Regions from separate parts of the Sus scrofa genome. Here regions 1, 2, 3, 4 and 6 are each linked to region 5. The links are chromatin contacts, called in public HiChIP or PLAC-seq and promoter capture Hi-C maps. All regions are on one chromosome and are shown on one strand. The core of a region is the stretch at or near the end of the contact, and the rest is flanking DNA. Distances in the headings are between cores, read along the strand shown. Region 1 holds the start of LOC100620188 (zinc finger protein 396). Region 2 holds the start of ZNF24 (zinc finger protein 24). Region 3 holds the start of ZSCAN30 (zinc finger and SCAN domain-containing protein 30). Region 4 holds the start of ZNF397 (zinc finger protein 397). Region 5 holds the start of RPRD1A (regulation of nuclear pre-mRNA domain-containing protein 1A). Region 6 holds the start of INO80C (INO80 complex subunit C).

The links. Promoter capture Hi-C pulls out the DNA fragments that hold promoters and counts their contacts. HiChIP or PLAC-seq counts read pairs in DNA pulled down with a chosen protein or histone mark.
Region 1: a contact with region 5 is called in a promoter capture Hi-C map of fetal skeletal muscle, with 5 times the contacts expected there. The contact joins the promoter of LOC100620188 here to the promoter of RPRD1A in region 5. A contact is called at or near these places in 1 of 5 promoter capture datasets (fetal skeletal muscle), 7 of 47 Hi-C or Micro-C datasets (embryonic fibroblasts, fetal skeletal muscle, liver and 2 more) and 1 of 2 datasets of contacts at active chromatin or transcription factors (alveolar macrophages).
Region 2: an H3K27ac HiChIP or PLAC-seq map of alveolar macrophages shows a contact between it and region 5. The contact joins the promoter of ZNF24 here to the promoter of RPRD1A in region 5. A contact is called at or near these places in 2 of 5 promoter capture datasets (fetal liver and liver) and 2 of 2 datasets of contacts at active chromatin or transcription factors (alveolar macrophages and skeletal muscle).
Region 3: a contact with region 5 is called in an H3K27ac HiChIP or PLAC-seq map of skeletal muscle, with 5 times the contacts expected there. The contact joins the promoter of ZSCAN30 here to the promoter of RPRD1A in region 5. A contact is called at or near these places in 1 of 47 Hi-C or Micro-C datasets (heart right ventricle) and 1 of 2 datasets of contacts at active chromatin or transcription factors (skeletal muscle).
Region 4: a promoter capture Hi-C map of liver shows a contact between it and region 5, with 6 times the contacts expected there. The contact joins the promoter of ZNF397 here to the promoter of RPRD1A in region 5. A contact is called at or near these places in 1 of 5 promoter capture datasets (liver) and 3 of 47 Hi-C or Micro-C datasets (embryonic fibroblasts, fetal skeletal muscle and retroperitoneal adipose tissue).
Region 6: a contact with region 5 is called in an H3K27ac HiChIP or PLAC-seq map of alveolar macrophages. The contact joins the promoter of INO80C here to the promoter of RPRD1A in region 5. A contact is called at or near these places in 2 of 5 promoter capture datasets (fetal liver and liver), 1 of 47 Hi-C or Micro-C datasets (embryonic fibroblasts) and 1 of 2 datasets of contacts at active chromatin or transcription factors (alveolar macrophages).

The regions. Positions count from the first base shown.
Region 1 is chr6:119,191,756-119,195,911 of Sscrofa11.1, reverse strand. It overlaps LOC100620188 (zinc finger protein 396), which reads left to right and starts at 2,582. Exons shown (of 4, transcript XM_013999297.2): 1 at 2,582-3,155.
Region 2 is chr6:119,165,180-119,169,555 of Sscrofa11.1, reverse strand. ZNF24 (zinc finger protein 24) reads left to right here and starts at 2,352. Exons shown (of 4, transcript NM_001243375.1): 1 at 2,352-2,443; 2 at 4,307-4,376.
Region 3 is chr6:119,114,134-119,118,146 of Sscrofa11.1, reverse strand. ZSCAN30 (zinc finger and SCAN domain-containing protein 30) reads left to right here and starts at 1,890. Exons shown (of 5, transcript XM_003127897.5): 1 at 1,890-2,034. All of the region lies in intron 5 of ZNF397 (zinc finger protein 397), which reads right to left.
Region 4 is chr6:119,075,257-119,079,746 of Sscrofa11.1, reverse strand. ZNF397 (zinc finger protein 397) reads right to left here and starts at 2,952. Exons shown (of 6, transcript XM_013999293.2): 1 at 1,428-2,952; 2 at 778-1,273; 3 at 363-504. The coding sequence starts at 1,432. It overlaps LOC102163786 (a long non-coding RNA gene), which reads left to right and starts at 3,150. Exons shown (of 3, transcript XR_304095.3): 1 at 3,150-3,359.
Region 5 is chr6:119,831,596-119,836,013 of Sscrofa11.1, reverse strand. It overlaps RPRD1A (regulation of nuclear pre-mRNA domain-containing protein 1A), which reads left to right and starts at 1,992. Exons shown (of 7, transcript XM_003356411.5): 1 at 1,992-2,317. The coding sequence starts at 2,167.
Region 6 is chr6:119,283,863-119,288,003 of Sscrofa11.1, reverse strand. It overlaps INO80C (INO80 complex subunit C), which reads left to right and starts at 2,152. Exons shown (of 5, transcript XM_003356408.4): 1 at 2,152-2,537. The coding sequence starts at 2,382.

The DNA.
Region 1 (4,156 bases), core at 1,333-3,832, 640 kb after region 5:
TGTGTTTATACGTAACTTATGAAATTTATAGGGAGTTTAATATACTTATACAGGGGAAGCAGTCAGACATACAGCACATTTATTTTCACAGTCTCACAAATGTCCAACTATGTACTGTATGATTGTATGGTATTGATTCCGGCATTTCATTCAGCTTCAGATTCAGGCTACCAAAACTCCCTTCAAACGTCCACATAAGCCATTGTCAAACCCACCCATACTGGACAATGGGGCCCTATTGTATAGCACAGGGAAATGTGATTGGGTCACATTGCTGATCAACAGAACTTGAAGAAACACTGTAAATCAACTGCATTTTAATAATTTTCTTTTGGTCTTTTTAGGGCCACACCCATGGCATACGGAGGTTCCTAGGCCAGGGATGGAATCGTAGCTATAGCCGCTGGCCCATGCCACAGCCACAGCAACGCAGGATCCAAGCCGAGTCTGCAACCTACACCACAGCTCATGGCAATGCTGGATCTTTAACCCACTGAGCAAGGCCAGGGATTGAACCTGCATTCCCATGGATGCTAGTCAGATTCATTTCTGCTGAGCCACGATGGGAACTCCAACAATAATAATTTAAAAAAAATTTTTAATGGCACATTATCTATCCAAATGTCAGCCTTCCATCCAACAAACACTGGCTTCCTGAATGCTTCCTGAAACCTGCTTCCATCCTTGCCCCTATGCACTAGTTCAGACCTCCATCAGGTTCAGCCTGGATCTTGCAATAGTTTCAGAGCTGGTCACCCTATCTTGAGTTTAGCCTCCCCTCAAATCATCCTACATTGCCATGGGAGAGTTCTAACTGAATTGCAGATAGTTTGTGTTCCTCGCTCAAGATCCTCGCTTTAATCCAGAGACTTTTACTTGGCCTGCCAAATCTTTAAAAACTAGACCATTACTTACTTATTCATTTTCATCCTAAGTCACTCATCATCAGCCTGACATCCTTCAATTCAAAAAATCTAAACATTACATTCTGGTCCCTCAGTCTGAAATGTACAAACACTCAGCTCTCCCCAACAGCTCCAATTCCTATCTATCCACCCCTCTCCCCTACACCTTCCTTTCTTTAATTAAGATGCTTTTGTAGCATCCTGTCAATAGTATCTTCAGAACAGCTGCCACTTTGTTTAAAATAGTCAGTTTATATGCTCTTCTCCTTAATTAGTCTATCAGTTCCTAAAGAGCAAGAATCTGCATCTCATATTTGAATTCCCAGTGTTTACCAGGCATCTGGTATACAGTAGAAGCTTGCTCTACTGGGAGTTTGTTCCTGCTAATTTCTTTCCACTTTACCCTCAGACATTAAAAAAATAAAAAGCAAACAAAAGACCCCGCCCTTTACTAAGTTTACTGTGAACTATTACAAGGAGTCTTTTACATTTGCTTTTTTTTTTTTTTTTTATTTAGTTTCTTGGATCAGCTATGTGGTAGAATCCTAACTGATGAATTCATCCCTGACTTCTTGCCAAATCATTTGGCTTTTCACAGTTCCTTATTCTCATTGCAGCTTTTGACTGCTGTCTATTTTTCCTTAAGCTACCTTTGACTTCACACCATTGCCAAAAATTTCTTGCCCTTGAGGAATTGTTTTAGATTCCTCGTTGCCTTGATTCATTTGGCTGACCCATCATCACTATAAAAATATTCCTTGTACACATTTGGATTGTCTTGTTATTTGTTACCTCATCAAAAAGAAAAAAAAAATCTTAGCCCATGAAATATGGGCAAGTATTTCAAAAAAAAATTATTCAAATTTAGTGTCATTGTAGGTTAATTAAGATGCAAATTTCTCCAGGTCTGGTATAGACTGAGTAAGCCAGCTTTTTCTCTCACTGTCTCAGACTCCAGTGGGAACATACCTTTTGTTTGCTTTGCTCATATCAAAAGGGTTTTTTTTTCTTCTTATTGTTGTTTATTAATTTTCAAACATCATTGTCTTCTCCCTAATTCCCCACTTCTCTGTACAAGAATATTTCTAAGAGTTCCTAGGGAAAATGGGTGGAGGATGAGACCAATATGTGGGGCTGTGGCCTGGTAGCTCATTTAGCCTGAAATTTATTTTTAAATTTACTTAAGATTATCTGAGGAAATATACATGTATGCATTGGTGCCAAAATATGTGCGTGCTCGAGTTCTCACCTTTTCAAGGGCCATTATGTTCTCTTGTGAAAGCAAGGGGTGGGGTTGGGGGGGGTCAACCCCATTCCTTCCATCACTACTTGGAGCATAGCCAACCTCAGAAGCGCCGACGGTATTACAAGAATGTTGCGCGCAGTGGTAGAAAGCACAGGAGTCTCCCCGTGACCCTGGGCAAGTCACCAAAACTTTGGGTTTATTCCCTGTAAAATGGGAATAACCGTATTGGGTTATTGAAAGAGCCAATGAAATAATGTAAGTACAAGTACTCTGAGAAATAATAATGGTTTCTCTGAACATGAAGCCCAAGCAGCTGGATATACGCACTCAAGGAGTTTTGGGCTCCCCTCGTACTGCACCGCCCCCACCCGCTTCAGGCTGCGGTGGTGGCTCGTCTCCATGGCAACTGCTCCGGCATCCCGGGCCCCGCCCCCTCTCCGCCTAGAGGACCGGAAGCAGCTTGCAGACTGGCGCTTCCCGGGCTTCTCCCCAAAAACGCTGGGCCGTCCTTCCCAGGCCTTAGGTGAGAGTTGAGGTCTCTTCGCGCTGCTAGGCCTCAGGGAAACGACCCTTACCCGGCGGGTCGGGAAGGGGTGGCCGCGGGCCTTGGCACCACCTCACTGCAGCCCCCCCCCCGCAAAGCTCCCACCGCGTACCGGCGCACCCTTCTTCATACACCTCCCCGCGCCACACTCTCAGGCTACGCCTTCCTTGTGCCCCACCGCGCTTTCTCGCTGCCCTCACCTCATCCCCGCAGCTTCTCACCTGTCACTGAGCGTCGGCGCCCCGCCTCTCTTCTCCCTGGCACCCCGTGGCGGCTGACCTCCGCCCCCCAAGCGGACGGCCTCCCATCACCCCTCGCGCGCTTACCTGCCTCCAGCGCGCCCTCCTCTCAAGACCCTCGTAGTCTCGCGGAGTCCGGACTCCGTCCGAGAGCGGTGGCGTGTGGTGGGGGAAGGTGGCCTGGGACCGTCTGGAGCCGGCTCTAGGAGAGGTATTTCCAGGTAAGAGTCGGACCCCTTAGGAAAGACCCCACGGAACTGGGGCCCTGGGCGAAGCCTCCGCTCCAGGGACCAGGTTCGTTACGGACCCTCGCGCGGCGTTGGGGGTTTAGTCTCTTACGTGGAGCTGAGAGCAATTGTGGACCCCGCACAGATTCGGCCGCTGGTACCAAAAAGGCAGAGTGCTCCCGGTGGCCGTTCCTGCGGCTTCCCAGAGGATGCTTTAGCATAGGGGCCCTCTGTGCAACTCCCCTAGTCGGCTCCAGACACGTGGCGGCCTCAAACCCCTCCTGCCGCTCCAGTCTTGACCCCAGATTCTGTTCCAGCCTGGAATCATCTGGGTCTGTTGCTTCTCCTCTCCGCTGGGACCCCAGCCACTGGCTCTGAACCACGCAGCACTGTAGAAAGTGTGGATGGAGTGGACTCAGACCCCAGCCCTGGTACTCTGCCCTTGGTCTCCTTATATGAGCTTGCCCTGATCATACCCAAGCTCGCCCTGGTGGGTTTCCTCATCTCCAACATGAGGATGAAAATAACCTTCCAGAGCTTTTGTGAGGACTTAAATGAGTTTATATTAAGATGCTTAGAAGGGTGCTTGGTACATAGCAAATTCTCTGTGTCAGCTGTTACCCTTTGCAGTGGAGCCCATAGTTATATAAAGTTGTGTCACTTATTTGGTAACCTTCTTGTCTCTCCCCAGCTAGAGTACAAGCTTTGTGCAGCCGCAGACTTTGTTCAGATCACCACCATAACTTCACAGCCTAGAAATTTCTTGGTGAAGTGGGGGGAAAATGGTAAAGAGGAAACATAGGGAGTTCCTGTTGTGGTTCAGTGGAAACAAACTGGTATCCATGAGTATGTCGTTCCTTCCCTGGCCTTACTCAGTGGGTTAAGGATCCAGCGTTGCAGCAAAGTGCAACATAGGTGGCAATTTCGGCTCCGACCCCTCATTGCTGTGGCTGCTGTTTAGGCCAGCAGCTGCAGCTCCTATTTGCTCCTATTTG
Region 2 (4,376 bases), core at 1,103-3,602, 670 kb after region 5:
TTCCGTATTTTTTCGCTTTTCTGATTAAACTTATTACATGACAAAAATTTTTCTACAGACAAAAGGCAGGCAGAGAACATGAGGAGGAGGGGGGAACAGACCACAGGGTTTTGCTCTTTTCAACCCGAGCTGTAAAACCCCTTGTTGCTGAGGTGCGAATGCCACTGCATCTAAGCCTTTATATAGTCTGCAGCTGGACTCCAGGCAGGTGAGGCAGAAAGCCTCATCACAACCTGGGGAAGCCAGGAGCAATGGTTCCACGACAGCCTCCTGGGAAGACAGGGAGCTGAGTGGCAAATGGCCTTGTAACAGCTCATCAGGAGCCTCTCCTCTTTCAGGAGGATCACAGGGTTTTCTGCCAAGACTCAGAGCAGCTGCTGCTCAAGCATTGTCTCTGTGGCCTCTGTGGATATGTGCAAGGTCAGCAGGCACTGGCACGGAGGTTTTCCCTACATTCAGGTTGCCCAGAGGAACATGATGCTCTATCTTGACTATATCTTTAAGATAGCAACAGAGGTCACCATTCAGGAAAGAGCTCACCTAGTAGGGCTCAGAAGGATGGTGTTTCAAAGTGGGTGTTGGCAGTCCCGGCCCTCAAACGAGCAAATTAGAGAGGAAAACTTCATGGTGGTTTCCATTTACTCTCTCAGAAAAAAATTAAAAGTGACAGAATGAACACCAGGCAAAGAGTTTCGTAAAATCTTGCATTTTTAACCTCCCCAGATATGTCTGTTTGATGTGTATATTTTTTGTTTTCCAACATTAATTAGATGTTAAAAAACCTCTTAAAGCAAAGCAAAACAAAAATGCCTTGAGCTAGCTTTTAGAGTCACAAAAGACGGAAAGGTTGGGAAGAGCAGCCAAGCAGGTTGGTGGTAGTAGCCAAGTAGAAAAGAGAAAAAAAAAAAAAGTCTGGATTTCAGAAACCTCCTAAAAAAGAAAGAGAAGAAGGGCCATCAGAAGTAGCAGGTGTTCTGGGGAGGCAAAATCCTGGTCAGAGAGTAAAGTAGTGCTATGGGATCATCAGCTGACTCACTTGCGCTCTCATTCATGAATTCAGCAGAGCCTAAGGGCACTTTGCAAAGGGCACTCTGAAAGAGGCAGAAAGCTGAAGCCTGAAGATCTTGGAAGGCTGCTGGAAGGCTGGACCTGTACTTCTAACATAGACCTTAAACAACAGGGCTCTTTTGTGTGGTTCCTGATGCTGAACATGTGACCTAGCAAAGGCAGCAATGTGACCAGCCCACATTTCATTCATTTATTCAACAAATATTTATTGAGTTCTCTATGTACCAGGCAGTCAGCATCCCGGGACTACATGGGAATACTGTGGTGAACAAGACAGGCAAGGTCCCTGCCCTTATGGGACTTACAAACAAAACGAAATAAAACAAAAACCAGTGAAATGAATACATAAGATCACTTCTACCCAGTGCTATGAGCGTGAGAAGGCTTCCAGGAGGAAGAAATGGTCAGGAAGGCTGACGATTGCCAGCCACAACAAGGCTAAGAGCTGGGGTGTGGGGGTAAGGTGGGGGCAGGGAAAAACCACAGGGGGCCTTACAGGCCAATGTAAGCAGTTTTTAATGTCATAATTAATGCAGTAGGGATCCACTGAAGGCCTTTAAGTAGGGGCATTAAGTGGTCTGATTTATGTTTTTAAATCACTTTGGCAGCTGTTTTGTAGTATGAAATGTCAAGCCTAAAGTCAGAAGATAACCATGCATTCTGCAAATTCACTCTGCGATCATTGCCAAAGCTCTTGATTAAGAGTCTCATCTTGTTTCCCTGACAAATTAATTAGTCATAATAAAGCTCTATAGCACAGCAAATGGTAGCCAAAGGTTAGAGTCATGCCTTGGCTTCAAATCTTGCTTCGTACTTACTAGTTATGTATTCTCCGCAAGCTATTTACTTGAGCCTCAATTACCTCAGCTGTGAAATGGGGATAATAAAAGTTCTTACATCATAGGGTTTTCACGAAAATTAAATTACAAGACATGTAAACCACGGTGACAGAACCTGGTACAACGTGGTTAGCACACATAAATATTAGCTTTTGTTACTTCTTTCAGAGGATTACTGTGAAGATCACATGAGATAATGCATGTGAAAAGACTTATGACACCGTAAAGACTACATTAGTGGCAGAATTTTTTCTTTCCTTTCCTGGTCTTTTAAGGGGAACACAGAAGACTGGGCTAACCAGGGGAGAGAGGCGTGAGGCCAAGCGCAGCCTCAAAGCGGTCATTGTAGTTGGACAGCCCTTCCCCCAGCCCGGAGCGCATCTCTATGGCAACGCGGGGCTTCGCCTACCCCCCGCCTCCTGGGGCCCACAGACCGGAAGCAGTCTGCGCCGGGGGCTTCTGGGAAACGGCTTGTGAGCGGCGGCGTTTCTGCGTCGGCCGTGGACAGCGAAGCGGTTGCAGTTCCCGAGCTTGAGGTTTGCGCGAGAGAGGGGGGAAGAGCGTGCGAGGGAGGCTGGGCTAGAGGCTGTGGTCCGCTTGGCAAGAGTTAGCGAAAAAGCTTGGCGGTGACCTTCCTTGGCTTCCCGGGAGGCGCGGGGGACAGGCCACGGTCTCAGCGCCCAGCAGCTGGGAGACAGGGAGGGATAGACAGAAAGCCAGATAGGGCTTTCGGCACCCTTGGAGAGTCCTCCCTTCCTTGTGCCTTCCGCGACCCCCGCCTTCCCCCCTCCCCCATCGGCCGGTTTTGTTCTATTTCGAGGCCCTGGCATCTCGCGGAGGGTTCTGGGATTCTTTTCGGGTGGAGGGGGGTGGGCGGTCCTCCGCCGTGGCTGCCGGGACTTGTAGTTTGGCCGGCCTCGAGCGGAAGTGCCGTGACTCCGGCGCTGTTGAGGCTAGGTGGCCTCTGGTCTTCCGAAAGCCGCAGCCGGGAGTGTGGAGAGAAGAGGGGCTGGAGTGGTCTGGTGGGGGCCGGGTTCGCCACGGCACTCCGCTGAGTGAGTGGGAAGGTCGCGTGGGACAGGACTCCCTGCGCAAACCTGGTTGGGACTGCGGGTTCGCATTCCCCGCACCTCCTCACGTCCCATCGGCAGGGTGCTGTATGAAAACGTAAAGGGGAGAGAAATTTTATTTTTCTAGAGTGTTTGAGCCAATGGTAAGGTAGGGTTTTGGAATAGGAACAAACGAATACTGTTGGCTAAACCTTGTTTATAAGGCCGCCACACTCCAGAGTGCTTAAACAAACCTGTATGTATATTACTTGGTAAGATTTTTTTCTGATACCTAGACTTGATAGGTTTACAGGAAGTTTTGGGCAGTTACTGACTTTCAGATTCCGGGCCCTGAATAGATAATATTGAGTAACTGCATGGCTTGTTCCCAGTAGGTGTTTTAAACAATGGCATAGGCATGACTGTGCAAATACTAAGGAAAGGATCAGAAATAGCCCAAGGTTTCCCTGAAGGTAGAAGCTGGGGAGATTGTGAGTCATCCAGTGTAAGGATTAGAGTCTGCGCCACTGTGGGAAGTCAAGGTGTTATGAGAGTCCCTTTTCTTCATAGAATTTGCTATGATTAATGCCCACATTACAAATTGAAAGGTACTTATGGTGTCTCGGGTGACTGAATAATATTTGAATTTTATGGCACCTAGTGGTTTTTTTCAACATCATGTATCTGTTATTGAGCAGGTGAATATTTTTTTCATGTATATTTTAGTCCAGGGAGTTCTTAAACATTTTAAAACTATTTCTTAGCCCTGAAAAAAAAAAATTGTCAAAATTTTTTAAGCAGGTGCTAAAAAAGATACCCCTCCTTTTGAGGTGACTCAGGTGTGTCAGGTTACACCGGTATTGAATTGCAAATAATGTGTTCCATTTAGATAACACCGAGATAGGCAAGTTTTGTAGACATAGATTGGCATACTTCTCTCAAAAGGGCCAGATGGTAAATATTAAGTTTTTCATGACATGTAGCATTTATTGCAACTACTCAACTCTATTGAGTAGAGTACAGTAGTCACGCTGTTGTAGCATCAATAGTGAACAAATAAGTAAAATTATTTATGGAGACAGACACTTTCATTTCTATCAATATTCACCTGACATGAAGTGTTCTTTTGATTTTTTTCAACCATATAAAAATGTGAAAACTATTCTCAGTGCAAGCATTATTGAAAAATAGGCAGTGGGCCAGATTTAGCAGTGAACTGGAACTTCTGTTGTAGGCTATTGATTGGCATGTTTAATTTAGTAAAAATACATTTTCTTTTCTTCTATCAGGGTATGTTCAGATTCTTAGGATATTTGGTCATTTATATTGTTTTCATTTCTTGTGCCTCAGGAGTGCCTGTGAAGAAAACAGGGTATTTCCCTGAGGCCTGTCTCCTACCTTGATTGTCTTTTCTTGGAGT
Region 3 (4,013 bases), core at 641-3,140, 720 kb after region 5:
CTGCATCCTCATGGATACTAGTACTAGTCAGATTTGTTTCCACTGAGCCACAACAGTAACTCCTCTCTCTGATTTTAAAAACTAGCTGCCCTGTGAAAAAGACTAGGTATGCCTGCTGGAAATACATGACCCAAGCCATGGCCAGCACCAACAGTCAGACAGATATGATTGATACCAACTTAGACTCTGGCCTTAGTTAACCATGAGGGATCCCAGAAAAAAACTGCCAGCTGAACCCAGCCCAAGTGATGACCTACAGAACCATAAGACAATAAAGTCTTTAAAAATGTCTGATGTTTTAGGTCACTAAGTTTTGGGGTCTTCATTACGGAGTAACAGATAGACATAATCCTCACGATAACTTCCAAGGTAGGAGTTATACCTTTATAAGGCAAGGAAATAGAATTATTAAAAAAAACAAAAAACAAAAAAAGTAGGTAACTTACTGAAGCTAGTAAATGACAAAGCTAGTTTCTGAATCCAGGTGTCAGACTTTTAACTATGCCCCCAAAGTACATGAGAAAGACTGATGACTTGAAAAGATTTTGAAAGGGAAACTCCAAACACTGACAGATTGATGATAAGGTGATTGTAATAGGGAAAATGGATGACACCAGGGACTTAAGGAGAGGAAGGAACCCCAAGAGAATCTGATTGCCAGAATGGACAATAAAGCCATGGGCTTGGAGCACTAAAGAGATGCTACTATCTAATACAGTGGGGGGCAGGCAATGAGAAATACCAATAGCACTTGAAGACACAAACATACCAAAGTAACAGTGACCCCCACCCCAAGCCACTAATAAAGACATACTCTGCTTCTCACCTAAAAGAAAGTGGTGTTCTTGAGATTCATACTTGAATTGGCTCTCCATGGACTGCAGCTGTACATTCGACATCTCAGGGAACAACTGGAGAATTACCATTTCCTCAGTGAGCTTTTATGATCCACGTAGAAGTCTGAGACCCGGGGGCAACTGAGTACCAGCGGGCTTGGAAAGGAATCATTGTGGAGGGCGGAGATATGATTTCTGAGACTACACCGCCAGAAAAATCCTTTAGCTACAAAAGAAGTAAAGGAGAAAACAAAATCTCATTTAAGTTTCAAGTGCTGTTCTCTCAAATTTACTACGCTTCCTCCCTCATCACCAAGGAATCAGGCATCACTCCTCTTGGGCGTGTATTCTCCATTCCAAGTTTAGAGATCGTCAAAGATAATGGGGGACGGGGGAGGGTTAAGGGTACCGAAGTAAGGATATAATTGGAAATATAAGGCAGAGGAGGGAATTTTGGAATTTGTCCTAGCGGTTAAGCTCTTGCTATTCGCTGCTCTTCCTACACCAAAATGAAACTACAGATCCAACAAAACGATCTCTTTCCCTCCTTCCGTTCTTCGCACACTCACTTTCAGGTTGCTCCTTCCCAGCACCGTCTGTTGATTCGCGCGGATGCATCCAAGCTTCTGAATTTCACCTGCTCCTTGAATTTCTGGTGTTCATTTAGTTGAACCCAAGTGAACCCAGGGCCTGGCAAGGGCTGACCAGGTACCAAAAGCAAATTGACCAACTGGCTGTGCCCAGAAACCGCGCCTGGGGGTCACGGCGGCGGCCCTGACTCTCCATGGACTCAAATAACCGCACAGAGTTCCCTAGCAGTGCTACGAGGCCGTTGGGGAGGCGAGATCACCTGACTTCCTCTGCCTTCCATGACCCGACATCACCCATACCTCGATGTGTTCGCCAGGTTGCCCTCAAGCCTCACCCGCTGCAAACCCTCCATCACCTCCGCCGTCACCCCGTCCGCTCTAGGAATTCGGGAGGATTGCTCAGCTCTATGGCTCGCGGTCTCGCACGTGCGCACGCGCAGGGTGGCGGTGCGGGGTGAGGTGGGGGCGGGGACTTGCTGAGATTTAACCCCTGAACGTCTGCGGACCTGGCCGCCGCCGAGCTGTAGTGGGGGACCAGGCTGGCCCTACCTGCCGGTACTTGACGTGAATGTCGGAAAACATCTTTCGGGAAAGCTCTCTGGGGCAGGGTAGGTTTCCTGACTACATAATGAGTTCTTCCTTAGTTATCTCTCTCTCTCTGTCTCTCCTTTTTCATCCGTCCTCCAAATCTCTCAATCGGATTCGCTGTATGCTTCCATTCTAACTTTCTTCCTGTCCTCCCTAGTCCTTCTCACCCCACAGAACTGAGGCATGCCTCTGTTAAAATGCAGATTGCTGGGCCCCACTCAAGAGTTTCCCTCTCAGTAGGTCTGTCGTGGGAGCCCAGCTTCTCCAGTGGTCCTGAGGCTGCAGGTCCTGGAACCACACTTTGAGAACCGCTGCCTTAAAAATAAATAATGCTCAGGAATTAATCCCTGAGTTGCTGGGAAGCTGGATTTTCATCTACTTTGCTATCAAGAAAGGCCATGGGGTCTCTTTCTAAAATGTTTGCTTGACAATTCAGTACACACTGTGGCCCAAAGATCAGGGTGAGATGGAACTGAAGCAGGGAGGGGGGTGGCATCAGCATAGGAAAGGATATTGCTGTGTCCTTGGAAATATCTTAGGAAATAAGGTAGGGAGGTATATAGAAATAGGAAATAATAGAAGAAGTATTGAGACAGGTGAGACATGTGACTTGGGTTAAGACGTCAGAAGAAAAGGTATAGGTGTGAGAAAATGGTGACTGGTTGAAGTGGTAGTTGATGTAGAGGAAGAGAGCTTTCCATCCAAGCCCAAGACCATCTTCCAATTTATGAAATCTTAGGGATCCATGAATGTAAGCTGATAAAGAGTAAGGAACTTGTTTGCCTCCAGCCATCCAAAGTGGGGAGTGCAGATGCTTTTTTTTAAAAACAGCTTTACTGAGGGATAACAGGCATACAGTAATCAGGGAATGTTTACAGTATATACATACAGTTCACTAAGTTTTGCGGTATGTGGAACCATGACCTCAATGAAAAGAGGGAACACATCCAGTAACCCCCGAAGTTTCCTCCTCTTGGGAATCCCTTTCTTTCCTCCCACAGCTGTTCTGCTCTCTGTTACTGTAGTTACTATTTTCTAGAGATTTATTTAAATGGAATTAAACAGAATGCACTCTTTCTTTTTGCACTCAGACTTCTTTCACTGTGCATTGTTATTTTGAGCTGTATCTACATTGTTGTGTATATCAATAGTCCACTCCTTTTTGTTGCTGATAAGTATATATCACATAAACAAATTGCATATACCATGATTTGTTTATCCAGTCACTAGTTGATGGACATCTAGGTTATTAACAGTGTTTTCACCGTTACAAATAACGCTGCTATGAACATTCATCACAAGTCTTTATATGGACATGTGCTTTTTTTCTCTTTCTTGGTTTTGTGTATGTTTAACATTTTAAGAAACTGCTACACTGTTTTTCAGAGCGGCTGAACCATTGTGCATTCCCACAACAGTGTATGAGAATGCCATAGTTGACATACTACTTGTGACAGGTTTCCAGGAAAAAAGTCTGGGGAAGTTAATCAAAGGTTAATTCTCATGCACAAATATAAGGGTTTTGTTAAGCCTTACCCCAGAACTGATGATGTGAACATAACTTTTCTGGGTGTTTAACCAAGGAAATCAGATTATCCTAGATTGCTTGCTTTGTGGAGTCTTCCCAGAGATGTTATGTTCTGTGTGTGAATCTAAGAAGTCAGCTTGGAGTTTGCCAATTTGATGGATTGGCCCAAACAAACCTAGACCCAACTGTGGTCCACATCAGCTGACACCGAGCAGATTCCTCTCAGTAAGGTAAACGGAGTTTAAAGGTTTCTAGAGAAATAGGGGTGGTTACCAATACAGTATTTCCTTTCTTTCTTTCTTTCTTTCTTTTTTCTTTTGGTCTTTTTAGGGCTGCACTTGTGGCATATGGAAGTTCCCAGGCTAGGGGTTGAATCAGAGCTGCAGCAGCTGCAAGCCTATGCCACAAACACAGCAACACAGGGTCCAAACTGTATCTGTGACCTACACCACAGCTCATGGCAATGCTGGA
Region 4 (4,490 bases), core at 1,703-4,202, 760 kb after region 5:
TACTTCTACTCTATAATTGACTACCCTACACTGTATTATGACTGCCTTTGTGCTTGTCCATCACCCCATCTAGAGCTGAAATTGCTTGAAGACAGTGACCCAGTGCCTACTGTATGCAGACATGTATTAGCACCCTACTAAGTTCTGTGATGAAGCAGTAAGTGAACAAATGACAGGGAGACTGACACAAGGAAGGCTAACTGCAATTCACCAGGGCTGCTGAATATAGAGCTGCAAAAGTGAGCACCTCCACTCCAGAATACATGTGAGGCTCACATATGGCATGCCATAAAATGCAGTTAATTATGTAAACGGAGGACCAGAAGCGGGTAACAGTTCCCAGGTGAGTTGCTATTTCTTACCACTTTGTGGGGAAAGGCAAGGTTCCCGCGGTTTCAGCTGTGTCTTTAAAGGCTGGAGTTGGATGTCTGTTAAGTCCTGGGATGGTCCAAGACATGGCATATCCTTCCATGGCACTGCTGGTCCCTGGGGACTAGCTGGGACCTGAAATCAGTAAAATATGGTTAGCTTTGTGAGGAAATCCCTAGGGAAGATGCTTAGTACTAATTTCCAAGAGGTCTATAAAGACATCTCCAGGGATGAAGGACAGGGACAAAAGAACTATATAAGGGCAGAAACAGTTATGGCCCTTGTAGTCACTTCGGGGTTATGATTCAGTAAAGACAAACAAATTCTTATCCCATTCTGCTGCTGATGCCACATGCTCCAGTCTGTAAACTCCTTTTCCCAGAATACATCACATCTCCCCGTTCCCACCTGCTGCCCTGGATCATCAAATTCCCTCTCCAAATCCTCCAACAGAGTGACAGCTTCCTCGCCACTTTTTGGACTATGTTGCTGAACCCAGATCTGCAGCTCCTCAGGCAGGATGCTCAGGAACTGCTCCAGCACCAGCAGCTCCAGGATCTGCTCCTTCGTGTGCACCTCTGGTCTCAGCCACTGATAGCAAAGCTCCTGGAGTCGGCCCAGGGCCTCCCGGGGCCCAGGCGTCTCCTGGTAGCAAAACTTTCTGAATTGCTGGCGAAACAGTTCTTGGCAGGATCGGGTACTCCCATTCTGCTTAAATTTCTGGCCCCACGAAAGGCTTTCTTCTACTTTTACTAGTATGAGCTCTTGTTCCTGAGGATTCTGAGGTACTGGGGTTGAAACTGCTCTGGATTCCACAGCCATTCTGGGCTGAAACAGTTTAGCAGAAAGCTCACTACCAACTGGGTACTGTACTTCAGAGTCTCTTGGAATAATCTCTTCTTTCCTGAAGGATATAAAAGCACTGTTACAGTAATGAAAAAAAAAATCTAAGAACTTACAATAATAAAGATCAGTCAAGGGAGTAATATATTGAAAGGCATCAGGAATGAGACTTTAAATAAGTAATAATCAAGTGACAAATGTGAAAAATCACTCACCTCATCGGTCCAATTTTGCAGAATTCCTACCATATTTATACTATGAGAAGTTATATTTTAGAGGCAAAAGAATATATATATACACACACACATACTCCCACCCCCAAGGGCATATGGTGTTCCCAGGCCAGGGATCAGATCCAAGCCAAAGTTGAGACCAATGCTGCAGCTGTAGCAACACTAAATCCTTAACCCACTGTGTGGGCCAGGGATCAAACCCGCATCCCAGCACTCCAGAGAGGCTGCTGATCCCATTGTGCCACAGTGGGAACTCCAAGAATGCAATATTAACATGAATCACATGTTGGGAAATTTCCTTTTCAATTCCTTTTCAGTTCTGAATGCATAAAGGAGAATAATCTGTCAAACTTGCCAAATTCCTTTTCATTTTTATAATTTTTTTTGTCTTTTTAGGGCTGAACATACGGCATATGGAGGTTCCCAGGCAAGGGGTCCCCTACACCAGAGCCACAGCAACACCAGATCCGACCCGAGTCTGCGACCTACACCACAGTTTATGGCAACACCAGATCCTTAACCCACTGAACCCAAAACCTCATGGTTCCTAGTCGGATTCGTTTATGCTACGCCACGATGGGAACTCCTGAACTCCTTTTTAAATAAAGTATAGGCCTCACACTTCCATGGGTAACGGTATCAATTTTGTTAAAATTGATTTTTAGTTACCTTCTACCTAAGCAAATAATACTGCTTTTCATTTAAAGCTGTAATAAAAATTTTTTTAAAAATCTGTATTACACATGAGTAGATTTAAATAAAAACGTTGTTAGGCATTTGCCATTTGATCAAATTTAGTATTTAATGCATTTTTCCAACAAACAATGAGGCACTGAGGCTCTGTCCTGAGCTGGGTATTAGAACACAAAGGTTTTTGTTTGTGAAGGTATTTGCTTGGGTCTACCAAGAAATTAACCAAGAAGTTTTTGTTAAATGCTTACCATGTTCTCAAAAACATGTCAGATATTACAGAGACACAAAAGCAAAAAGGTTAATCACAACTCTCAAAAAGCTTAGGATATACGGTGGTAAAAATTTTAAAAAGTGAAATATGGCAAAAGTAATTGTGTTTTAAATTTTGTAATATAGATCGAACATGATCTGATTTTTGGATGGGAGAATATTGACTGAAGGGTATGCCCTTGAATGAACAGGACAGATCCGCACAATTTAACCCTAACACTACAGTTAGCTTTAGAGATCTGATTATTTAGCTGATAAATCTGTGGTTTATTAACCAGCCCTGCCGCGCTAGCCCTTCTATTTCTACATCCCGGTAAAGTCACAGCAACTGGCGAAGTGAAGAGGGAAAAACTGCCCTTTCCGCAGGAAAGCAGGGTCTTGAGTGTTGGCCTCCTATGAGCTCCCAGGAGGCTCAAGAGACGCTGCCCGGAAAAGGTGCCGAGACCCGGGGATGAGCAGGCCGAAGAGCGGGGCTTCTCCACCCGGCGCCCGCCGGCCCGGCCGCGTGCCTTCCCCCCACCCCCTCCGTCTCGGGTCCCGCGTCCCTCACCGCGAAGCAGAGGAGCGGCCAGGGAGCAAGCCCCGGACCTGCAGAGGCGAGCGACAAAGACCGGAAGTGCGCCCCGGCAGCCTTCCGCTCGCCCGCCCTCCTGAGGTCCGTCCGTCCCCGCCCCATGCTCAGAGGCAGCCAATCAGCGCGTTGACTCCGCCCTTCCCACCGCCTTCCCCAGGTGGCCGTGGTCCCGCCGAGCGTCGACGCCGAGGCAAGAGTGAGCTAGCAGCTGGGGTTTCTTTAGGAGGCCGTCACACCCAGAGGGCACCTCTGTTCGGCCGCCTCTTACCCTAGCTTTCTTTCACCGCCACCCGCCCGCCGTACTTGGTGTCTTCTCACTTCTGAGTCATTTCACCTCCAATTTTTCAGAAAAGATTTCGGATTTTCCTGTAATTCCTGTGAGTTTGCAGTACTTAACGACAGAAGTAGATGCGTGGATGAAGGGACTGAACAAAAAGTAGAAACCGCTTATATTGCTCTTCCGTGGGCCTATTTGAACCTTACAACGCTCGTGCTGTAGCTATAACATACCCATTTTACAGACGTAGACACTGCCCAAAGTCAAGCAGCTCGTGCCCAGAGATGCCAAAATTGTAGTTCAGGGACACCCTGGGATTTCAGACTTTGTGCCTCTAACCAGGGTTTTCCCATTTTTCACTGAGGCTAGCGCACTTTGTCTTAGTGTTTAAATTTTTATTTGGCCATTCAGTAGCTTTAAAAATGATGCCTCTTGTTGGTTTAACTTGCATTTCCTTTAAGTTAGGGAGCTTGAGGTTATATTTCCCTCATGTTTATGGACCATTTATGGTTCTTCAAGGAAATGGCGTTTCCCATGTTTAAAATTGAGTTGTTACTATTTTTCTTTTGTATTTGCAAGAATTTTTTACTTGCTAAGGATATGGACTCTTCATTTGTTACAAATATTTTCCCGTTTTTGTATTGTAAATGTTAGTAGAAGGTGACACAGAAATTCTCCTTTGTGAGCTAAGACAAAACACATTATTATTATTATTCATTAGCATTCAGAGTAGCTCACTAATTCTTAACTGTTGTGAACAGACTATAGCAATTTTACCAAACAAGAGAACAAATAATACTACCTTGTGTTTCAGCTGTTGCTGCCTAACAAACCACTGCAGTACTTAATGACTAAAAACAGCAGGTGTGTTTTATTGCTCACAGGTCTGTGCTCTGGGATTCAGGCAGGGCTTAGCAGAGATGGCTAGCCATGCTTTCTGAGGTGCCGACTGCTTAACTTGATCAGAACTGGAAGGTGCAAGATGGTGTCTCACATTGTTGTGGACTTGGTGCTGCCTTTTGGCTGGAGTAACTCGATCGTCCTCCATAAAGCTTCTCGCCATGTAATCTCTAATCATTCAGGAGTTAGCCTAGGCTTTCTTACAGGGTCCTGGTTCCTTCCTTCCTTCCTCTCTTTCTTTCATGGCCACACCTGTGGCTGATGGAATTTCCCAGGCTAGGGATCAAATTGGAGCTGCAGCTGCCAGCCTACACCACAGCCACAGCAATGC
Region 5 (4,418 bases), core at 743-3,242:
CATTATAAAAGGTTTGATGTGTGTCCTATATCAAAACTCATCAGCTACAGACCACAAGAACAACCTAAAGTTAAAGTCAGGTTTATTCAGATTGCTGCAGCAAAGAAGAGAACTGTGGGGATGTATCATTAAGCAGTAATTGGTGGGAGTTCCTGTTGTGGCTCAGCAGTAAGGAACCTGACTAGTATCTATGAGGATGAAGGTTTGATCCCTGGCTTCACCTAGGGGGTTAAGGATCTGGCATTGCCGTGAGCTGTGGTGTAGGTTGCAGATGCACCTCGGATCCTGTGTGGCTATGGCTCTGGTATAGGCTGGCAGCTGCAGCTCTGATTTGACTGCTAGCCCAAGAAATTTTATGTGCTGCAGATTTGGCCTTAAAATGCCAAAAAAAAAAAAAAAAAAAAAAAAAAAACACGGGAATTCAAAGAGTTTAATACAAGAGCCTGTGCTGGGTGATTCTAGTGATTCTAAACAGGCTTTATGGAAAGCAGGAGTCTGTTCTGGATTGGGTTCTGTTCAGGAAGGAGAGACAGTTTGGCGATTGGGTAGGTCTTTGGTAATTTTTATCTGGAATGCCAAAGGATTGAGATTGGGTTAGAGCTATCACTGGTAAAACAGCTGTAATCACTGATGTAGTTAAAAGAGAATATTGGTAGTTTTCATGGTTTCAAGGTGGCCTTGACTCTTGACTCACTTATTCTACTACAATGTCAGAATGGCCTTTGAGTATTGTTTATATCCTGAGAGGCCTGCTTCTGTTTTGTTAGGAACATTACAGCCTAATGTGAAATTTAAGAAAGGAAAACCTGGAGTTCCCATTCTGGCTCAGCGGGTTAAGAACCTGACTAGTATCCATGAGGATGCGGGTTCAATCCCCGGCTTCTCTCAGTGGGTTAGTGCTGCAAGCTGTGGCATAGGTTGCAGATGGGGATCATATTTTGTGTTTCTGTGGCTGTGGTGTAGGCTCTGATTCATCCCCTAGCCTGGGAACTTCCATATGCCGCAGGTGTGGCCCTTAAAAAACAAAAAGGAAAGAGAAGATACTTATGATCAAGTAAAAAGGAATATTCGATGACTACTTGGTGAAAGTTCTGGAACAGTGCTTCTCAAAAGATGGTTTAGGAACTCCTGTGATTCCTTGTGTACCTATCTTGAAGTTTCTTATATTAATATTAGAGTACAACAGTATCCATCTTTCTGTGTCCTTTGTGATTTATCATAGTTAACACAAGTACAAGGTCAAAATGTGCTGGGTTATGAGATTTCTGAAATCTATTTTAAATTACACAATACATAAATATGTTCTTGTAAAAAATAAAAACAATACAGACACAGCTTAAGGGTTCCAGTTCTAATCCTCCACACAACTATTTATGTTATGCGTATTTTTCCAGACCTTTTGCCATGCATTTACATACTTATGAATTAATATAAAATGTATACTTTTATAAAACAATGTTATACTGTAGTTTTCCTTTTACAACTTAAAAAAAAACCCAATTCACCATTGGATTTATGAATATTTTAAGCTGCTGCATGTATTTTGTAATATGAAGTATCACAGTTAATTTAGCCATTTAGTTGCTGCGAAAGTCCCAGCTCTTTGCTGTTACTGAGCTGGACCATAAAGCTAGCATACAGCTGCATGGGCAAACATGCTGGGGTTCCCTAGCACTGACAGCACTTAGTGAAATCTCAAGGTCACCAGAAAGGTATATTTTAAAATGTAATATATCACCCCAAATACTTTTCCAAAGTGGCTATACCAAATTTACACACCTATGTAGAGGTTTTTAAAGACCCCTTGATAGAAATACTTTCTCCCAGCAGGAGAGTTCAAGGCCTGGCACACCCGCCCCTTCTCCGGCCTTGACCTCGGCAGTACCGCCCCACTGCCTCTCTATCTCTAGGCTCAGCCCCGCCCCTTCCGCTTGGAGGTCCCACCTCTTGGCCGCTTCTGTTCAGAGGGCGGGGCGTGGGTCGTCCGTGACATCACTGCCGGCTAGACGCCATCTTGCTGGTTCCCGGCGGGTCTTGGATGTGGCGGCCCCAGTGTTGAGGGCGTGGGCAAGGGTGGGGTGAGGGGGCGAGGCCGCGGCTGGGGCGGCGAAACTCTCCACCCCTCAGCCCCACCGCGTGGGACGGCGTGAACGAGGTGTCGGAGGGATGTCCGCCTTCTCTGAGGCGGCGCTGGAGAAGAAGCTGTCGGAGTTGAGCAACTCGCAGCAGAGCGTGCAGACCTTGTCCCTGTGGCTGATCCACCACCGCAAGCACTCGCGGCCCATCGTCACCGTGTGGGAGCGGGAGCTGCGGAAAGGTAAGACGGCCTCGCCTTTCTGCCGCTCCCTCCCACCCGGCCGGGTCCCTGAGGTCCCCCAAACCCTGCGCCCTGCTCCTTGAGGCCCCCATTACCCCAGCGACCCCACCTCACCGCCGCCCCGAACCCCCACTACCGAGCGCCCGGGGCTCCCTGGTGTCCGTGGTCTGCGGGCGGGGAGAAGTGTTGTGCGCTGCTCTTCCTGCAAAGTCGGCGCTTAGTAGGCTGTTGAATAAGGAATAAAGAACCGATACTTCTGTTGATTTAACGCGGAGACAGTAGCCAGGGGCTCAGGACTCTGCACCTAATTGCAGTCAGGTGTTTTGTTTTTTAATTGTGTACATTATAATGGAGGATGGGGGGAAATTGGGAAATGTGCACAGGAAAAGATCTGTATGCGGTTGGGAAATACCTATTTCTGTGACACATCATCTCAATCTTATAAAATTAATAGAGGAGTCAGAGTTTAGAGCTGGGAAACCTAAAATAAGATGCGTGATGCAATGGAAAAAATCCTGAATTTGTAGATTTTAGAGGACCTGAATTAGGGAAATTTCTTTATTTCTGAATTGCAAGTGCCTGAAAATGAGGGAGTTAGATTAAGTGAGGTAAGGTCCTTTCTTGCTCTATGATTATACGCCTCTGGGGCAGTGTCTTTATTTTACAAAGCATTCGATAGTGTTTCTGTAAATGAAGTTAACTTTTCGAGCAGTAGTCTTGCTGTCACTAAAATATCTAGAAGAATCATTTTGCTATGACTGCAGAGCCAATTTATCCAAGAACTGATTGTATGATAGCGCGACTGAAAATTAAAATATTTCGTCTGCTTAGTCTGGATTTGTACCTTAATTCTTAATTAGGTATAGGTAGTGGGCTCTTTCAATTGTTGTTTCAAACACCCTGATGTATCAGATATGATGGTTATTTATTAATTAAGGGTTTTAACAACATGTTCTTCATCAAAATAAATGTTTAAGTACTGATCCGTAAGAAAGCCATATGATAAATTAATATGAGAGCCAAAATGTGGCGTTGGCTATGTAGAATGGAGACAAACTCATTTTCTTGTGTGTTTGCTTGTGATTGATCCATTAGAAGAAGTTGACGTAGAGCTCTGTTTTTCACTTCATATGTAAGTGTATGTGTATTGGCTCTCATGGAGGAATTCACCTATAAGTAGCCAAAAAGGTTTGAGAAACACAAATATAAATGTCTGGAAAATAGCTGTGAACTTTGAGAAGGCAGGTATTGTATTTGCTTTTTTGCCTTGCTAGATATGAAAATCAGCAACAGGTGTATATATACTTTTTTTTTTTTGAAAAGAGTGTAAGGATTGGTACCCAGACTGTTTCTAAGAACTACCACAGATCAGTAGAAAGATGGACATACTGTTAAAGGCATTTCACATTAGAGAAACCGGAAAGACCAGTAAATGATACTTAATCTTACTAATCAAGGAAAATCAATGAAGTACCACTTTATACCCTTTGGTTTGCAAAATTTAAAAGCATGATAATACCAAAAATTGGGAAGGAAGACAGGAAACAGGAACTCTCTTCAATTGCTGATTGTAGTGTAAAAAAGGGATGGTCTTAGCAACCTCTAATGAAGTTGAAGGTATATATCTTTTGATCTAGTAGTTCTTCCGTGATTATATCTTGGACACTCAAGGAATTATGTTTATTGTAGTCTTTTTTTTTTTTGTCTTTTTAGGGCCACACCCGTGGCATATGGAGGTTCCCAGGCTAGGGGTCTAATTGGAGCTGTAGCCACCGGCCTACACCACAGCTCACTGCATCACTGGATCCTTAAGCTGAGCAAGGCCAGGGATCAAACTCGGCAACCTCATGGTTCCTAGGTGGATTCGTTAACCACTAAGCCGATGGGAACTCCTGTTGTAGCCTCTTAATAGCAAAATTAGATAAACAGTTTAAACATCTTACTAGTTAGAGTATGATAAATATATTTTGACATTCATGCAATATAATACGGTCCAGTGGTTTTCAGGAATGAACTAGAGCTACGTGAAAGAAACAACATGATTGAATTAAAGAACAACAAAGAAGCAAAATGTTGAGCTAAGAAAGAAAGGGGCAGACCA
Region 6 (4,141 bases), core at 903-3,402, 550 kb after region 5:
TGGTTTTTTTTGTTTTTGTTTTTGTTTTCTTTTTAGGGCCACACCCAAGGCATAAGGAAGTTCCCAGGCTAGAGGTTGAATCAGAGCCGCAGCTGCCAGCCTACACCCAGCCTCAGCAATGCCAGATTCAAACCTCATCTTCAACCCACACCACAGCTCATGGCAATGCGGATCCTTAACCCCCTAAGCGAGGCTAGGGATGAAACTGTGGCCTCATGGACACTAGTCAGATTTGTTACTGCTGAGCCACAGCAGGAACTCCGGACCATTCTGTTTTGTTTGTCCTTGTCTCTATCCTCAGGACTGGGCATAGTACAACCACTAGTAGATACTGGATGACTACGAGTGATGGGAAAACGGAACAGGGGTTTTAACCAGACCAGAGGGATGGGGAAGGCTAAAAATAATAGCATGTCGGTCAGGTCAGGAAGAGTGGATGGAAAGAAAGGAGACCAGAGGAGGGTGGTATGGGGGGAAAAGCAGCCTCCAGGCAGAAGCAGCAGCAGGATGGGTTAAGGCTCTGAGGGCAGTGGGAACATGGCTGGTTAGTGGTACTGACAAAATGAAAGCTGGAGTACTAAGCTGGATGAGTAGCAAGGTGGGAAAGGTGGAGAGCTCTCTGAAGACCTTTAAATCCACATTATGGACATTAAACTTCATTCTAGGGACCATGGGAAGCCACTGAAGGGTTTCAAGTAAACGGCATAATCTAAATATGCACAACTGTACCGTGGAAGAGGTCACGTGAAATTGCATGTGATAACTGGTTTAGAGGGATCAATGGTGGAAGCAGGGAGATAAAAAGGCAACAAAGGGGTCCAAAAGAAGAGATGATGGTGGCTGGCCTGGGGTTACAGTGCAATAGGCAAAGGGGAAGAATCAAGGATGGCTCCCAGGTTCTTGGTTTGAACAAGTGGTGGATACTGCTGGCATTTTCTGAGCTAGGAAGCACTGAAGGAGGAGTGTGTTTTAGAGAAGCAGAGAGGATGATGAATTCTGCTTTTGCCATGCTGGATGTGGGATGCCTGTAAGCATCTGAATTTATATCTAGGCAAGGAATTTTGTATCTGAGTATACATCTCTGGAGAAAGACCCAGATAAGAGATGGAAATCTGAAAGCGAACTGTATTTAGGTGATACCTGAGGCCCCTTGAGGTGGTTGAATGTCTGGGGAGAGTATAAACTGAGGAGGGCAGGAAGCAACAAGAAACTCTCCATATAAGGACTGTGCAGGAAGAGCTGGTTCCAAACCTGGCTGACCGTTAGAATCACCTGGGAAACTTTACAAAATGTTTATCTGCTGTGAGGGGGTGTGTCTACATGACCCATATTTTGAAAAAAAAAAAAAAAAAACCCAAAAAACAAACAAACAAAAAATTATAGTATGATTAGAAACCATTTGGTAGAAGAAAATTGTCAAAGAGAGGACCAGTGGTTAGGAAAGAGGAAAATAAAAAAAATGATGGTGTTCTAGATCCGGGGGATGGGAGGTGGGAGGGTGGTTCAGAATGAAAGGGATCAGACAAAAGCAGGACTGAATTTAGCAATGGGAAACCAGATGTGGTGCACCCACTTGACTGACCCCTTACGAGTAGGGGATTGGTGTGTAAACGCAACAAACATTTACTGAGGGATCACAGCAAGGTGCCCTCAGAGAAGCAAGCACAGGTGGGCATAGAGGAGGGCAGATTAAAGGAAGGTGCCTCGGGTGGCAGAATAACAAGGGAGAGGGGTGTTTCATTGAGGTTCATAAATAGGTTTTAGCAGATCTGTGACCTGCTGAAATCTGTAATGTAAGATTATGTCTATGCCCGTATATTGTGGGGGGGGGGGGCTGAGCTAGTCAAAGGGGTCAGTGGCCTCTAAAAAGTTAAGAATCACTCTACCCTTCAAGTCCATCTGGGCACCATTGAAACACAGGCTTCTGGGCGAGAAGGCCACGACCAAGGGAAAAGCTAGCAGCGTGATGGTCGGTCTACTCCACACAGAATCTTACCTTTACACTTACAGATATCAAAAGTGATCAATCTTCTGACTTAATGTGAGAAGAGATTAACTTTAAAAAAATCCAATTTTTTAAAACAGATGGTGGTACTTTCTACTCCTCAATCCCTGGGGGCTTCCAAGCACGTGCCCGGGTTCGGAGCGCGGGCGGAGCAACACGAGGCTGGCTGACGCGTGGACGCCCTCCCGCCCGGAAAGAACTGACTGCTCCGAGCTCCGCCTTTTAGATTTGGCCGAGAGAAGTCGACGCAAGCTTTCAGAGTCCAGGCCGGGTTTTCAAAAGCGTAAGACGGAAGTAACCGAGGGCCGGAAGTTTCACGGTCCGCACAGGGACAGAAGTTGGGGGGGGGGGGCGGAGAGGAAGGCTTGGGGTAGGAATGGCGGCTCAAATCCCAATTGTGGCCACCACTTCCACTCCCGGGATACCCCGGAACAGCAAGAAGAGGCCGGCCAGTCCTTCCCACAACGGCAGCAGCGCCGGAGGCTATAGCGCCAGTAAGAAGAAGAAAGTGTCCGCCTCTGGCTTTGCGCAGGTACCCTGACACTCGCTTAGCTTGCGCGTGCGCGGGGCTGGGCTGGGGCGGGATGAAGGCGCCTGGGAGTTCGGCGGGGCGGGGCACGGCGTGGCAGGGCGCAGCGCATGCGCAGGGGAGTGCCGCCGTACCTCTTCGGTAGAACCTTGTCTCTGGTGTAAATGAAACACTTTATTTTTCCCTTAGTTTGACTCTGTGGGAGTAGGTTAAAGAACCACCAGCGTTGCATTGTTCTTGAGGAGAGCGGGGGGTGGGGAAGTTGTTGTTGCCCTAATAGGCCGTCCCTTTCCGTCGAGGTCGCGTTTAAAGCGAGGCTTAGGACTTTTCTTATTTAATGTGAGTTTTAATCAAGCAGAAGTTCCCGTGTATCAACTTTGTCCATTCTACAGCCATTTACCGAATGCCTGTGAGGTGCAGAGCGCCGTAATGAACCGCGTGAAGGAATACAAAGAAGTTCTGGCACGGGTGATTCCCCTCATCCTCAAAGTGCTTTTGTGACCCTCAGTCTCCCTGTCCAAAAGTGGGTTTGGTCTTAACCTCATGGGGTTGTTACGAGGATTCAATAAGATCATGGTGATAAAGCTCTGAGCACAGCTTCTGACACAGACTTCACCAGTTGAGGTGGCGGCGCGGGTTCTTTTTACAAAGGTGTCTACCTATGTCTACCATCTAGATCAAGATAAAGAGCATTTCCAAGGGCCTTTGAAAATTCCCTGGTGACCCTTTCCAGTCCATACTCTTTTCTCCCTGTCAGAGGTAACCACCACTCTGACACCTCTCACCAGATTGACTTTGCCTTTTTAAACAGAATATGTATAGAATCATAGCAGATTCTTTTTGTGTCTGTTTGGGCTTTCTCTATAAAACAAGGTTTTTGAGAGTTATTTCATTCATGTTATTACCTGTTTTGGAGCATCTAGTATATTGTGTGAATATACCACAACTGATGGACATTGGAGTTCTTGATAGTTTTTGCCCTTATGCATAAGCTGCCCTGAACATTCCTATACACATCTGTGTAGATAAATGCTTTCATTTCTCTTGGGTAAATGGATAGTCGTGGAATTGCTGGATCATAAGGTGGACACACTCACAACTCCGAAATTGTTAAACAGTGGTTTCCAAAGTAGTTGCACTGTTGTGCATTCTCAGCAGTAAAGTATAAGAATTCCAGTTGCTCTATGTCCTCAACAATACTTGGCATCATCTGTCTTTTTGCCATTCTGATGGCTGTGTAGTGTTGTGTCATTGTTTTAAAATTTTTGTGTCATAGTTTACTAATGATATCAATCACCTTTTCATATGCTTTTGACCATTCCAATATCTTTTGTGAGGTGCCTGATTTTTTTTTTTTCTCATCAGGTTGTTTTAATTATTAATGTATAGGAGTTCTTGATATATTCTTGTTCGGAGTCCTTTGCCAAATACATGCATTGAGTGCTTTCTCCCAGTATGTGCACAGTGCATTTTGATATCCAACAGTGCCAAGACCAAGGAATATAGTCAGTTCATATTGGGAAGAGTGATTGTTTTGACCCTAAAGGTACATTGGTCATCAGCTCCCACCACAGCAATCTTTAGAGTGTGGACAAATGTCTTTGGGA